Regions from separate parts of the Mus musculus genome. Here all the other regions are linked to region 1. Evidence: chromatin contacts called from public HiCAR-type, HiChIP or PLAC-seq and promoter capture Hi-C data. All regions are on one chromosome and are shown on one strand. The core of a region is the stretch at or near the end of the contact, and the rest is flanking DNA. Distances in the headings are between cores, read along the strand shown.

Region 1 (3,179 bases), core at 241-2,740:
TCAGGCTGTAATAAAGAGCAACAGTGATACAAAACACCTGTGTGATACTGATACAAAAACAGACTCACAGATCAAAGTAAATGAATCAAAGACCCAGAAACAAACTCACATACCTATGAACACTTGATCTTTGAAAAAGAAGCCAAAATTATACAGTGAAAAAGAAAGAAAGAAAGAAAGAAAGAAAGAAAGAAAGAAAGAAAGAAAGAAAGAAAGAAAGCAAGCACCTTCAATAAATGGTGCTGGTCTAACTGGCAGTCTGTATGTAGAAGAATGAAAATAGATCCATATTTATCATCTTGCACAAACCTCAAGTCCAAGTGGATCAAGGATCTCAACATAAAACCGGATACATTGAGTCTAATAGAAGAGAAAGTGGGGAAGAGCCATGAACACGCTGGCATAGGGAAAATGTCCTGAATAGAACACCAGTGGCTCAGGCTCTAAGATCAAATATTGATAAATGGGACCTCATGAAACTGAAAAGCTTCTGTAAGGCAAAGGGCTCTATCAACAGGACCAAACAGCAGCCTACAGATTGGGAAAGGATTGTCACTAACTACTTATGGTAGAGGCTGTGGAGTAAGGGGAATACTTCTTCATTGCAGGTAGTAATTCAAACTTGTACAACCACTTTGGAACCAAAGTGTGTGTGTGTGTGTGTGGTAATTAGATTTCCTCCACAGGCAGTTGTATTGTTCAATAATACATAATGGGCCTCTTTCTAATATGGGTGCCGTGTTTTCCTTGTCTTTTTGCACTGTTTATGAAATCTATGTGTAGCAGACACTGCGTACATTATCTTTTATTCTTAAAAATACTCTACTATAGTCCTTATGTTCTATATAAGGAAGTTTATAAATAAACGGTTCAAAGATTCTCCCAACATCTCAAAATTCAGAAAAAGTTGAGTCAATGTTTCCAGACCAAATTTTTTTTTCAGGACCCAAAGCCCTCTCTTTGGACACGAATTTTCTTATTCCTATACATTCTTTCATTTCAAGGCTTTTCTTCTTCCAGGTGTCCTATAAATGTGCAAGGACAACGTTAATTTTACTGATTACCCTCACTAACACTCGAATACTTCCACATCTAGTTTCAAGCTTGCAAAGACAAACAAATGATTTTATTTAGTTAGTTCCACAGAGTTCCCATTGTCCACTTTCTTGCCAGAGGAAAACCAATTTTTTTTTAAAGAATACTCGTTTCTGTCGGTACTTTTATGTGTGCGGCTTTCTGGAGGGAACTGAAGACACAGAAGGTGGGCGGTGAGGTGCCCCCAGGTCGCCCTTCAGCTTGTGTAAGGGTTTCAGGCTGGAAAGCTCAGGCCAGAGTGGGAAGCGATAACCACTTACCAGTAACCGACCACTGAGCACCGCCGCCTGGAGACTAGAGCGGCCCACGTTGTCGCGCGGCTCCCTGACGTCACTCGACCGCGCTGGCTCCGCCCCCAGCCCAGGCTTCCGGCCGGAAAGCTTGCGGTTGTTCTACGTGAACCACGCCTGAGTGGCGCAGGGCTGACCGGAGGCCAACTGCTCTGCAGTATCAGGTGGTGCCCGCCAAAATGTCTCACTTGGAGAGCATGGTCCTCTGTCGAGAGGCCCAAGTGTCCACTTTGCAGTCCCTGTTTGGAGAGGTATTGTAGTCAGACTGCTTCCCAAATGCCAGAGGCGAATGCGTCCTGGATCCGTTCCGTTTGGGGGGAGTACTGTGTGGATTGCGAGGCGGTAGGCTATCCCCCTTATGTTAAGATGGAGGTGCGGTATGACTGCCCCACACTTACCCAAAGAAACTTCTCAGTCTATTTTAAAGGAGACTGCAGAGGAAGAGCTGGCCTGCTCTACAGGACGTCGGCTAGGAAGTGCTCCTTTTACTTGGACCACACTTTGGAGATTATGTGAGCCCCAAATAGCTACTGCAAGTTGCTGCAGAACAGGGTTTGGGTAGGAAGTCTGTTTGCAGAGTGTTTACTAAACGCCAGTTCGCCCGTTGTAGTGAGGTATAGATTGGGTCAAATACAGAGAGGTGATTGGCTTCAAGGCCAATTAGGGTAACGCTGTGGTTTAGCCTTTAAAATCCTTCAGCTTTTCTAGAATTATAAAAGCCAGGAGAAGTCTCGCTTGGGTTTCTCTCCCTGCCGACCAGATGAGATGATTTAGAGGGGAGAGGTTAGCCTCTGAAGTGAACACAGGCTGAAGTAACATTCATTTCTCTCAGTTGCCTTGCATTGTGCTCATTAATTAGAATTGATTGCACTTGGATCTTATCTGGGAGATGAGCAAATACAAATAGCCATTTAGTCTTCCTTTAGAAATGTACTTTCATCCAGCAGAGTGTCGGATCCAGTGCGTCTGTGGTGGCAGATGAAATAGTCATGGAAAAGTACTTCCCTCCATCTAAAAGGCGTCATGTTAGCAATTCTAGAGGTCAGCTGCATCTGTAGTTCCTAGTTATAATGCTTTCAGTTATAGTTACCTATATTATTGAAATGTATAATTGTTTATGCTCTGTACATTCCTTCATTGGACTTGATAAACCCAGATTATTCTAACCAAAAGTACTCCTCTTTTTTTGAGGAATACTTTATTAGCAAAATAAGATAGGTAGGGCTGATTTAGCAGTGGGTCCCAGAAAAGGCTTCACCTTTGCTCTTATTTAATACTACATCTAACAAAAACAATATTTTTCTTCAAGGAAGTTTGCATGTGGGAAATACAAAGAACCACTATAGCAAATAGCTACAGAAGAAAAAAGAGCTAGCTATGCTCGTAGAAGACTAATTTATATGTTTAGCAAGTGTGTATTTTCTGAGCACTGGCTCTGTGTGTGGCACTGTGCCAGATTCAGTCTTGTGGCACATGTTGGGGAAAAGTTAAGTGACAGTGGAGTCAGAGTTCATTTCAACTCTAGGTGACAATGTGAACGTTGTTTAAAAGGGGAGCATGCTGGTTAGTTTTGCCCTCGTGGGAAGAGAGAACATAACTGAAAACAAATATGCCTCCAACAGATAGTCAGTAGGCAAGTCTGTAGGACATTTTCTTGATTAATGATTGATGTGGGAGGGCCCAGCCCACTGGGAATGGTACAACTCCAGGGAAGAAAGCAAGCTGAGTAAGTCATTAAGACACCTTCCTCCGTGGCCTCTGCTTCAGTTTCTGCTTCTAGGTTCTTGCCTGGAA
Region 2 (3,226 bases), core at 402-2,901, 880 kb before region 1:
CAAAACCCGCCATAATGCCCCAGTGCCAGGGACAGGCAGGAGAAAGGACAAATTCCATTTCCACAAGCGACGTGGCCCCAGCACAGGCGCCTGGGGTTCAGTGTGGACGCCCGGCTCCCGAAGGACAGCGACCCTCTCTCCCTAGAGCCCTAAGTCCCCCCACCGTGGACCCCACGACACCCACAGACACGACAGGCACTGACCTGTGATGGTCACACACCAGACACCCGAACCCTGTTATCGGCTCGACCCCGGGCGAGGTTCTCCACACCTCAGCGCTCGGTCGACCCCCGACGACAGCCACTGCGGTCGCAGAACCGACTCCACACCCCCTCCCCAAGCAGCAGCGCGCAGCGTCTTCAGTGGGAACCCAAGAGTCGGGCACTGCGGGCCACGGCAGGAATGACGAGGAGACGCTGAGGCTGCTCCGAGTGTCTATGCCCCCTCTGCTGCCGCTCCCGAACGCAGGCTCGATCTCCGACTCGGCCCCCTGCGCCCGCTCAGTGTCACTGCTTCTCGCTCTGGGAAAATGGCGGCGGCGACGGCGGCGGCGGCGGCGGCAGCGGCGGCGGCGGCGGCGGCAAGCGCACGGGGCCCGCCCGCCCCGCTCCGCAGGGGCAGGGGGGAGGGGACGAAGCTACTCGCCGCCATCTTGGTTATGGGCTGCGGCCCGACGCGGCCTCTCCGCCGAGGCGTGGAGACGTCACGCTAGAGGCCGCGAGCTGGCCAGACACTCCGTCTTTCCCACAACAGGTGCATTCATCCATCCGCCGACGGTTGGGGAGGTCTTGCTAGCTGGTGGGCTTGGCTCTTTACCCGTTGTCCCCGAGTAGCCCTCAAGCCTGGATGTAGGTGAGCGTGAGGATGCTACTAGTGGGTAGAAGGATGACAGCAGGGACGGGGACGACCCCCCTCCCATCACTTCCTAAGGTGATGCACTTGCTCCTACCCCCCAAGCAGCCTCAGTCCCGGCAGCCCCCTCCCCCCGGCCTGGCCTGCCAGCTCAGGGTGAGCCCGGTCGGATTGTCACTCGACGCCCACTAGTGGCTGAGGAGGCTCCAGTGCGCAGGCTCCGGGCACCGGATAAAAGCGGAGCTGGCGAGTCCCGCGCTGTCTCGATGGAGGAGCGAGAAACGCAAGAGGTCGGGGGGAGAAGCCGCAGAAAAAATTGCAGCCATCGTCAGCGCCGCCTCCCTGCCACCGTGTATGGGGTAAAAGCTGCCGTTGCCGCTGCCGGTGCAGTCGCTGCCGCCGCCTCCTATACTTCTTAGCACCGGGGAAGGATTCCCCGCCGCGGGACAGTGTGCTGGGCGGGGAGCGGGAGTTCGTTTGTGTGGCGGTGATTAAACGAGGGAGGGACAGAGCTGGTTTCTCGAACCGAAAAGGGGAGGCCAAGGAACAAAACAGGGTTCTCCACTAAAATCACACAGCGATTACGGATCTGGCTTTGGGGGCCTTTCCCCGGAATGGCGGTTTCCGTCTTCTTGGCCCGCAGCACGACCTTGGGTGCTCCGTAAGAGGAGTGGGGAGAGGCAGAGGCGGTGTCGGCAGCCAATCGGCGTCTGGTGATTTCTGTCGGGCGCGTAGGGATTGGCTGACGATGACCTCATGCTGCAGCAGCGGGTGGGGCCAGAGTCGTCGGGGGTGGCTGTTGCAAAGGCAGAGAGTGAGAAGTGATGACGGTGATCGTTGTCGCCGCGTCTTCTGTGGAACCCAAGCAGTGCCGAAGGAAGTCGCAAGGCTCTTCCCCGACCTTTTGCTCCTCTCCCTGCGCGAGGTGAGGGCCCTGGCTCGGCCTCTGCGAGACTTTGGGGCGCTGGTGCGGCCGTGGAGGCGCAATTTCTCCTGTGACTTTTGTAACTGCGTCAGGGCAAGATGGCGCTGGGTCTCCTTGGGGCGCGGGGGGAGAGGCACGTCCACCGCCGCCGCAGCGCATGTGACCGGCTGCATTCCTGTGGGGTTTGGCGGGGACCCAGGCAGGGCGGGGGAGGGGACCGGGTTTGGGCGGAGGAGATGGTGGTGCGGTCGGCGTTGGCTGCCCGAAGAGGAAGAGATGACTGTTTGAAAGCTCTTCCCCTCCCCCACTCCCCGCAGCAGAACTGCTGCGGGGGGGGGGGGAGCCCCTGAAAGGACACTCCTTTCGGGGTGTGCCAGCCACTGGTGGAGGAGAAGGTTTGACGCCTTCTTATATCTGCCTTTCTCCTTGCAAAGTATGCTTACGTAAGGTGGCAGTTCCCTCCTGTAAGCCAACTAGGAGGCCCTGAGTGTCACTGGTATGGGTAACAAGGACAGGTTAGGCTCTGAAGGCACCACAGGTAGGAGTGTTGATTATTTCAGACAAAACATAAAGTTTGGGGGGTCTGAATAGAAGACTACAGCATTCTCAGAGTTTGAAAGCAAGTGAATAACACCCAGGAACACTTAGGGTTTCTAGGCAGACAGCGATTAAGGACTGCATCACAGTCTGAACGGAAGGGCCCTGTCAAACCTTCTCCTTAGATTCTTTGTGTTCATTACCCTCCCTGTCTGTACATCCCGTGAGAGAGTTTAAGTAATCTTACTGGTGAGGGTTGCCTTTTCAAATATAAGTATTCTTAGTAATTTTAGTATTTTGTTCTGTATGAAACTGAAAGGTCATTTTCTATACTTCACGTTGCATTTTGTCGTCCTTTTAAAAATAAAAAATGGAATTACAAATGCTTCTGGTAAATATTCGTTAAAGCTCTCTATCCTGCGTCTTTAAAGCACATTTGCAATAGCATAAAACGTATTTTTAGTGGGACTTAGGGATGGGAATGAGGGCTCGAATGGGTTTTGCTATTTAATAGCCTAGACTAGCTTGGAACTCATACTCCTGCCCACCCTCCTATTGCTAGGATTACAGGCTCTGCCTGGGTACTATTTCAACAAAACACTGTATTTGGTGCTGAGAGAAAATGAATGCCTACTAGGCCTAGAAACTTCATTAACCTGGGCCATGGTTATGTTAATTTATGTTTATTTTTAGCGGTAGACTCTTTGTAGTTGGAAATCAAGATTTGGTTTGTAGCATTTTTGTTATTAGGTAACAATGAGAATGAGCGAAAGTCAGTATTTTAAATGGAGTTATGTATTACAAAGAGTTTAACAAATTCAAAGCTTTTTGTTCCTGCTTATCTATTAAAATGGACATTTTGTATAATTGTGGAATAACCTTTTTTGTTTCTCTGTCAATTCCCTTGCTCCT
Region 3 (2,762 bases), core at 215-2,714, 620 kb before region 1:
AGACCACCCCTATCACCATCACATTCCCTGGATGCCAATGAGAAAGATGGAAATTCAGTTGAGAACAGTAGCCATTTTCTGACCAAGCAGGGAACCAGCTACATGATGAACCTGACACCAGGATCCAAGAAAAGACGACAGGTCCTTGATAAAATTGTGTCAGCCATGTTTTCCTGGTTCCAAAGTGTTTTCCATGTTTCAGACTCTTTAACGGAGGTTTCTGTCACCTGCAGCCAAACCATCTGCATTCTGTGCTCGCTTAGAGACATTCAGCCATCTTCCCTTTTCGCTTTGCAGCCTCAGCTTCCAACTTGGCCTCATTATTCCTCCCTTCCTGGCTGCCTTTTCTTTCTCTTTACAGTGTACTTGGAAATAGAATATGGACTTCAAAGGCCTGGTAACATATGTATCCCTCCCCTTTCTTCCTCACTTCATGACCTTCAAAAGTGGTCCAATAATCATTTACTCCTGCCAGTTTCCTGTAGCTGCTTGGATCACTCCTGGCCTTTCTTTGCTAGCAGCTCCCACCCCAGTGCTAACAAGGAGACTGCCTCTTTGCTTCTTGAAGAAATACCTTTTTTCATGCTAAACTGCATCTCCTCTACATACTGGTTGAAACTAATGAAGCCCGCCATGCCAAATGCTATGAAACATGAAGGTCACTGGAGTGGACCCTCTACTGCATTGTCTGCATGTACTGTCACTGACTTAATGGCTTGCTCACTTGAGCCCTGACTAGGGGCTGTACTATTGAGGCCTTATTTAGCTGATTGAAAGCTGTCATGGAAGCATTCCATCACACCCATCCATGAGCTGAAGAGTGACAGGGGATTTAATTTTTATGGTACTTGTCATGGCAAAAGACAGAAGCCCTGGCACTAACATAGGCAGGGACATGCTTTTAAGATCTAGATTTTAATGAGCATATTTTAGGTGAATTCAAATAGTTAAGACACTTTGTCCATCTCCCAGTCTGGCTCATTTACCACCATAAATGTAAGAAGCTATGCCAAGATAACTTAGCGCACATGGTTTGGGGAAAGTCAGAGACAAGGTAGTGCTAGGAATAATCCTGAAAAAAGGAATATTGTAGGAGTTGTGTGCAGGCGGAGGGACAGTGATGCTACTGATGTGACCGGACAGGGGGAGTTTGAATTGGTCTTTCCTGAATTATTGATACTTTTCTAAATCACACCATGGAACACTTGGACCTTTTAGATTTGCTGCCCCTGCACCCAACAAGAACGACTCCACAGAGATTCCTGGCAGGTTCAGTGACATCATCCTGAGACTGACAGTTGCTTTAGGGAATAAAAGGACAGCATGTGTCTGCTTCATTCCCCTTTTCTTTGCCTTTCCTTTAGCTCGTTTTATCAAGTCACGCGAAGCTTTCACTAACACAAGTGAGGCTTGCAAATGGTTGGAAGAATCAACATCCTTTACAGAGCAGGGGAAGAAAGGGAAGAGGCAAGCAGTGGCGAGAAAGAACAGAAGGCTGTTATCTTCCCTGTTTGGCTTCATCTCATCCAGAAGGCTGACTTTCCGGCAGTGAGGAAGGGGGATGGTCAAATTATGGTAATTAGGATCTTATGTGGCAGCTCATGATTTGCATTTCCTTCATTTCCTTGTTTCCCTCCGTGTTTGCTGGGAGACTAAATAATACACGTCTATGTTTCGACCAAAGGATTTTTCTTGGGGTCCCAAGAGAAAGGGTCATCTGTGCACATTTGGGCTGCCCTTTACCAGAACTCTTTTCAGTGGGATGGAGGCAGGTGGCTTAGTAGAATCAGGTGATTTGTTTACAGGGAACTTCAGAGACTTCGGAAAAAGACCATAGGATTGGAAGAGCTTCCCTAAGGATCTATTATGCAGGTGCTGACTACCTCACCTTGTTTGTGCAGTGGGTTATCAAACAGCTTTTATTTTCCTTCCTGCCTCCTAAGAAGCAGTTTGCTTCCTGAGAGACCAGCACTGTAGGAAAAACTCTCAAGGAGACTTGCGTTCACTTACTTATCAAGTGGAGGTCATAGTAATTTCTTCTGTCACTTTAGCCAACACACCCTAGTCTAGGCTTTGGTCTTTTTTTTTTTTTTTTTTAATTTCAATATGTGATTGGCAACTTGTCACTGATGATACAGATACTCATTGTCCTTAGCTGCCAATCAATTACTGTGTGGACCACGTTTATGTTCATGTTAGATTAAACAAGAAAGGAAAAGAACAGCTTAAAATGAGGGATTGCTGGGAAGTCCTTACAGTCTGTTTTAACAGGACCATAATTCCCTGCAACTGTATTTGAGAAGATATTATCAGAAAATACTGGCTATTGAATTGAAGGAATCTAATCCACCAGCAGCTTCTTTGCAAATGCTGTGTCTGAAGTATGAGCCCACCCAGAGCTACCTTCATTCTCCTTGCTGTCAACACCAACCCTGCAGTGCCATTGACTCAGTTCCATCCCCTTGTGGCAAAGCTTCACTCGATGGCCTTTTCCTGAAGGCCTGCGGCAACTTTGCCCATGCTCTGATTATCATTCTGGTCCTGGTGTTGGGAACACTGGCGCTTTTCATCATGTGTCAATGATGGTGAAAGAAGCAGCTCCAGGGTGGCTGGGTCATCTTGTCTATCTTCTCATAGTGCAACACGTTAGGATGCAGAGTAACTGCTCCTGCCTGTGTGGGCTAAATGGAAACTATTTTTGTGACAAATGTTCAATTCAAGTCTAGTGTATACAGTACTTCTGCAGTATATGTGAGAAAGTG
Region 4 (3,045 bases), core at 538-3,037, 840 kb before region 1:
ATTCAATACATATTTACCAGGTTCCAGGTACCATGCCAAGACTGTATAAAAAATATCATGTGATCCTCTCTAATACAGGGTAAGTACTATTATATATATCGTAAGGAGGAGGGCATCTTAGAGAAGTTTAGTAACATGCCCGGGGTTGAACATCCAACAAGGGCAGATACAGTCCGAGAGATCACAGCGGTGCAGTAGGAAAGTCTCTGGCATGATTAATAAACCACAGCTAGAATAATAACCAGCTAAGAGCTTTTACTTGGTGTTTCTTGTGTGCCAAGCATCATGTTGCTTTATGCATATTATTAGGATCTGTAAAGATTCCCCCTCACTCCTGACAGTTCCTCCATGTGGAAGAACTTCTGCTCCAGCATTTCTGACTTATTCCACTCCGAATTAGTGCTTCCCCAGGAAGAAGAATCAGGCTGGGAGAGGAGTGATTTCTTAATGGTGATTTGAGGAGAGGACTGGGAGCCTGTATCTCAGACTCCCTTCATCACATAGCAGCCAAACTCTTCTCCCTCCCGTGGTTACAGAGTGAATTCCTGGGGTTGGGGGGTGGGGAGAGGAGAAGAAAGAGAGGAAGGGAGGAAGGGAGAAAGCTGAAGCACACAAAATCCCAAGACTGGGAAACAAAATGAGTGACAAAGAAATTATACAAGCGGCTTCTAGTCCCAAGTGTTCCTTCTGCTCTGAGGGGAGGAAGTGGGGCTCATCAAGGTGGTAGAGGAAGATTTGGTATCCATGAGATGGTCCAGTGAAATCTGAGGAAGACAAGTGCATACACACAATTTAACAAGGAGGAAACGGACAGAGTGTCTCATAATAAACTTAAATTAGAAGAAGAGAAACCTGAGAAACAGGACAAGCTTGTGGATGAAGATACAGGAGACTCACAAGCTGGTACTTAACCAGTGAAGGAGATGCTGCCGAAGACCTGCTGAGACCCAACTAATAACATGACCAAATGAAATCATTCTTTGATAGTATTGCTTATGGTGATACTGGAGAAAGGAGCCCGAGTTAGGCTGAAGAAAGGTTAGATGCTGAAATGTTCGGAACCCCAATTTGTCCAGATGGTGGCCATGGAGCTACCAAGGCAGAGAAGTGTTGGCTTTCATATGGCAGGGTACGTGGTAGTGGCCGAGGAGGGACCATCACTGCCCCTCAAGTGGATTCAGAGGCATCATGGAGCAGAGAGTGCAGATTTTGACTATAGGAAAGATAATAAAGTCACCTCCTAGTCTACAGACAAGTTCCAGTCTCTGTACCCTTCTCATTCTGTTTGGAGATGCTATAATATGAGGTAGCTTATTTCAGCAGTTAGGGTGCTGGGTGGTAGACAGCTTTGTCAGTCAGCTATACACACACCGGTAAATAAACATTTTATATAGTTGTAAAATTTCATTCTATTCTGTTGCCAAAGAAACATTAAGAACTTTGTATAGCTTTTTAAAAAGCAACTACGTTTCTTTTAAAGAGAATAACTTTTAAAGTTTAAAAGAAAGGTGTGTGTGTGTCCTGCCTGTCTGATCTTGGCAGTTCTTTCCTGTTCAAGTATACTAACTTCGAGTCAATGATGACTAGGCTTTGACAGCGTCCTCTTGGCTTCCTCTGCGTCATCGTCATCGAAGCCATTTGAATGCTGACTTTTCCCCCTGGGCTTGCTAAGCCCAGTCCCTAGGGGACACAGCCATTTGAAACTCCCTGCGGTTTGAATGGGCTGGCCCAGCTGGCAGAGATCTGCAGCTGTGTTGCCTTTGGTTGCGTGGCAACGCAGCACCCCACCCATCTTCTGTTCTCAGAGCTGAAGATCAACACTGCTGAAGCTCTGTCTGCTCTTGCTGTCTCACAAGGACCGGAAGAGGATGAAACACCAGTCAGTACCGGGGGAATTGCAACGGAAAAATATTTTTCCATTTCGGTCAAGTCGCCATCGGGAAATCATTCAGACTCAATATTGAGACTGATACAGGGCGGTGAGTGGCATTTCTTGAGCAGGCTTTTCTGTTTGCAGAGAAATGCCCGCCCTTTGCGAACAATCAGCACCATTCAGCCTGGCAGGGTTGACGGAGCTTGGGGCAGGCCGCTGATAGATTTCATCTGCTTCTGAAACTCCGTGGTTTCGTACAGGAACACTGAAAAAGAGACTAGAAACAGGAAGTGGAAAAAAAAAACATTTCTACCTAATGGAAACTACCTTTTGTTCATCTGCACCTGCATTCCTGTTAAACATTTAAATTAGCGCAGGTATCTACTTTTCTAGGGACTATCCCCAGATGGTATGTACCCTAGAGGGGCTTTGCCTCTGATCTGGAATCTTCCTGTCACCATAACAAATCTCTCATTCTCTTTTCGCATTCCTCAGAAAAGAAACAGCTTGCCCATTGCCAGGAGGAATTAAGATCAGAGTCAGGGCAAAGTTCTAAACCAGTCTCCCCCTCCCCCACCCCTCCCCCTCCCCCACCCCCACCCCTCTCCCCTCCCCTCTCCCCTCCCCTCTCCCTCCCTCCCTCGCTTTATTTATTTATTTATTTATTTATTTATTTATTTATCTATCTATCTATTTATTTATTTATTTATTTATTTATTTATTTATTTATTTATTTTTGTGGCAGGGGTCTCTGTAACATAGCCTGGAACTCAGCCACACAACTGAGGATGGCCCTGAACTTGTGTGAGCCTCCTGACTTTCCTTCCTAAGTGCTGGGATTACAGGGATGCCCTTGTGCCACCATGCCCACCCAGCTCAGAAGCTCTCTTAGTGTAATTGTTGAGTAGCTCCCGAATAGTAAGGAACTGAGATGTAGTTGCCTTTGGTCAAGGAGGGGTCAGAGACAAGAGGAGTAAGATGATGACGGTTGGAAGATGTATGTCCGAGTGCACCACAGGGAAGCCAGGCTCAGAACTCCTTTTCACTCTGGTCCTTGCCTGCATCGACCCTGCTAGACGCTAGCAGATACTTTCTCACTAAGGTGGGGGAGGGTGGCTGAGACCCTTGATGGCACTGTGCCCAGAACAGAAAATGTGGTTGTTGGCAACTAT

The links. Promoter capture Hi-C pulls out the DNA fragments that hold promoters and counts their contacts. HiCAR-type assays count read pairs that join an accessible place to other places. HiChIP or PLAC-seq counts read pairs in DNA pulled down with a chosen protein or histone mark.
Region 2: a contact with region 1 is called in a promoter capture Hi-C map of the HPC-7 cell line. The contact joins the promoter of 5031425E22Rik here to the promoter of Orc5 in region 1. A contact is called at or near these places in 14 of 39 promoter capture datasets (the C10 cell line, the HPC-7 cell line, HPC-7-derived erythroid cells and 8 more), 5 of 115 datasets of contacts at active chromatin or transcription factors (astrocytes, embryonic stem cells, extraembryonic endoderm stem cells and 1 more) and 1 of 9 other capture datasets (embryonic stem cells).
Region 3: an H3K27ac HiChIP or PLAC-seq map of oligodendrocyte precursor cells shows a contact between it and region 1, with 5 times the contacts expected there. The contact joins the enhancer-like site here to the promoter of Orc5 in region 1. A contact is called at or near these places in 5 of 39 promoter capture datasets (the 3T3-L1 cell line, the SN4741 cell line, liver and 1 more), 2 of 115 datasets of contacts at active chromatin or transcription factors (large pre-B cells and oligodendrocyte precursor cells) and 1 of 9 other capture datasets (adipose tissue).
Region 4: a HiCAR-type map of astrocytes shows a contact between it and region 1, with 6 times the contacts expected there. The contact joins the enhancer-like site here to the promoter of Orc5 in region 1. A contact is called at or near these places in 7 of 39 promoter capture datasets (the 3T3-L1 cell line, the C10 cell line, cranial neural crest and 3 more), 1 of 484 Hi-C or Micro-C datasets (pre-B cells), 6 of 115 datasets of contacts at active chromatin or transcription factors (astrocytes, embryonic stem cells, large pre-B cells and 2 more) and 1 of 9 other capture datasets (embryonic stem cells).

Annotation. Positions count from the first base shown.
Region 1 is chr5:22,548,649-22,551,827 of GRCm38.p6, reverse strand. Orc5 (origin recognition complex, subunit 5) reads left to right here and starts at 1,490. Exons shown (of 14, transcript NM_011959.3): 1 at 1,490-1,636. The coding sequence starts at 1,565. 6030443J06Rik (RIKEN cDNA 6030443J06 gene) reads right to left here and starts at 1,415. Exons shown (of 3, transcript NR_102315.1): 1 at 1,356-1,415.
Region 2 is chr5:23,431,761-23,434,986 of GRCm38.p6, reverse strand. It overlaps 5031425E22Rik (RIKEN cDNA 5031425E22 gene), which reads left to right and starts at 1,651. Exons shown (of 3, transcript NR_165300.1): 1 at 1,651-1,777. Kmt2e (lysine (K)-specific methyltransferase 2E) reads right to left here and starts at 523. Exons shown (of 26, transcript NM_026984.2): 1 at 204-523.
Region 3 is chr5:23,164,808-23,167,569 of GRCm38.p6, reverse strand. All of the region lies in intron 2 of Lhfpl3 (lipoma HMGIC fusion partner-like 3), which reads right to left. Among named protein-coding and RNA genes, the nearest start is that of Gm17434, 150 kb to the left of the region's middle. Within about 2 kb of position 1,464, at least 25 of the 459 cell types and tissues checked have an H3K27ac peak or open chromatin away from gene starts, as enhancers often do. A contact at or near this core is called in oligodendrocyte precursor cells, where this site is marked.
Region 4 is chr5:23,385,798-23,388,842 of GRCm38.p6, reverse strand. All of the region lies in intron 1 of 5031425E22Rik (RIKEN cDNA 5031425E22 gene), which reads left to right. Among named protein-coding and RNA genes, the nearest start is that of 5031425E22Rik, 46 kb to the left of the region's middle. Within about 2 kb of position 1,787, at least 405 of the 459 cell types and tissues checked have an H3K27ac peak or open chromatin away from gene starts, as enhancers often do. A contact at or near this core is called in astrocytes, embryonic stem cells, hippocampal neurons and 4 more, where this site is marked.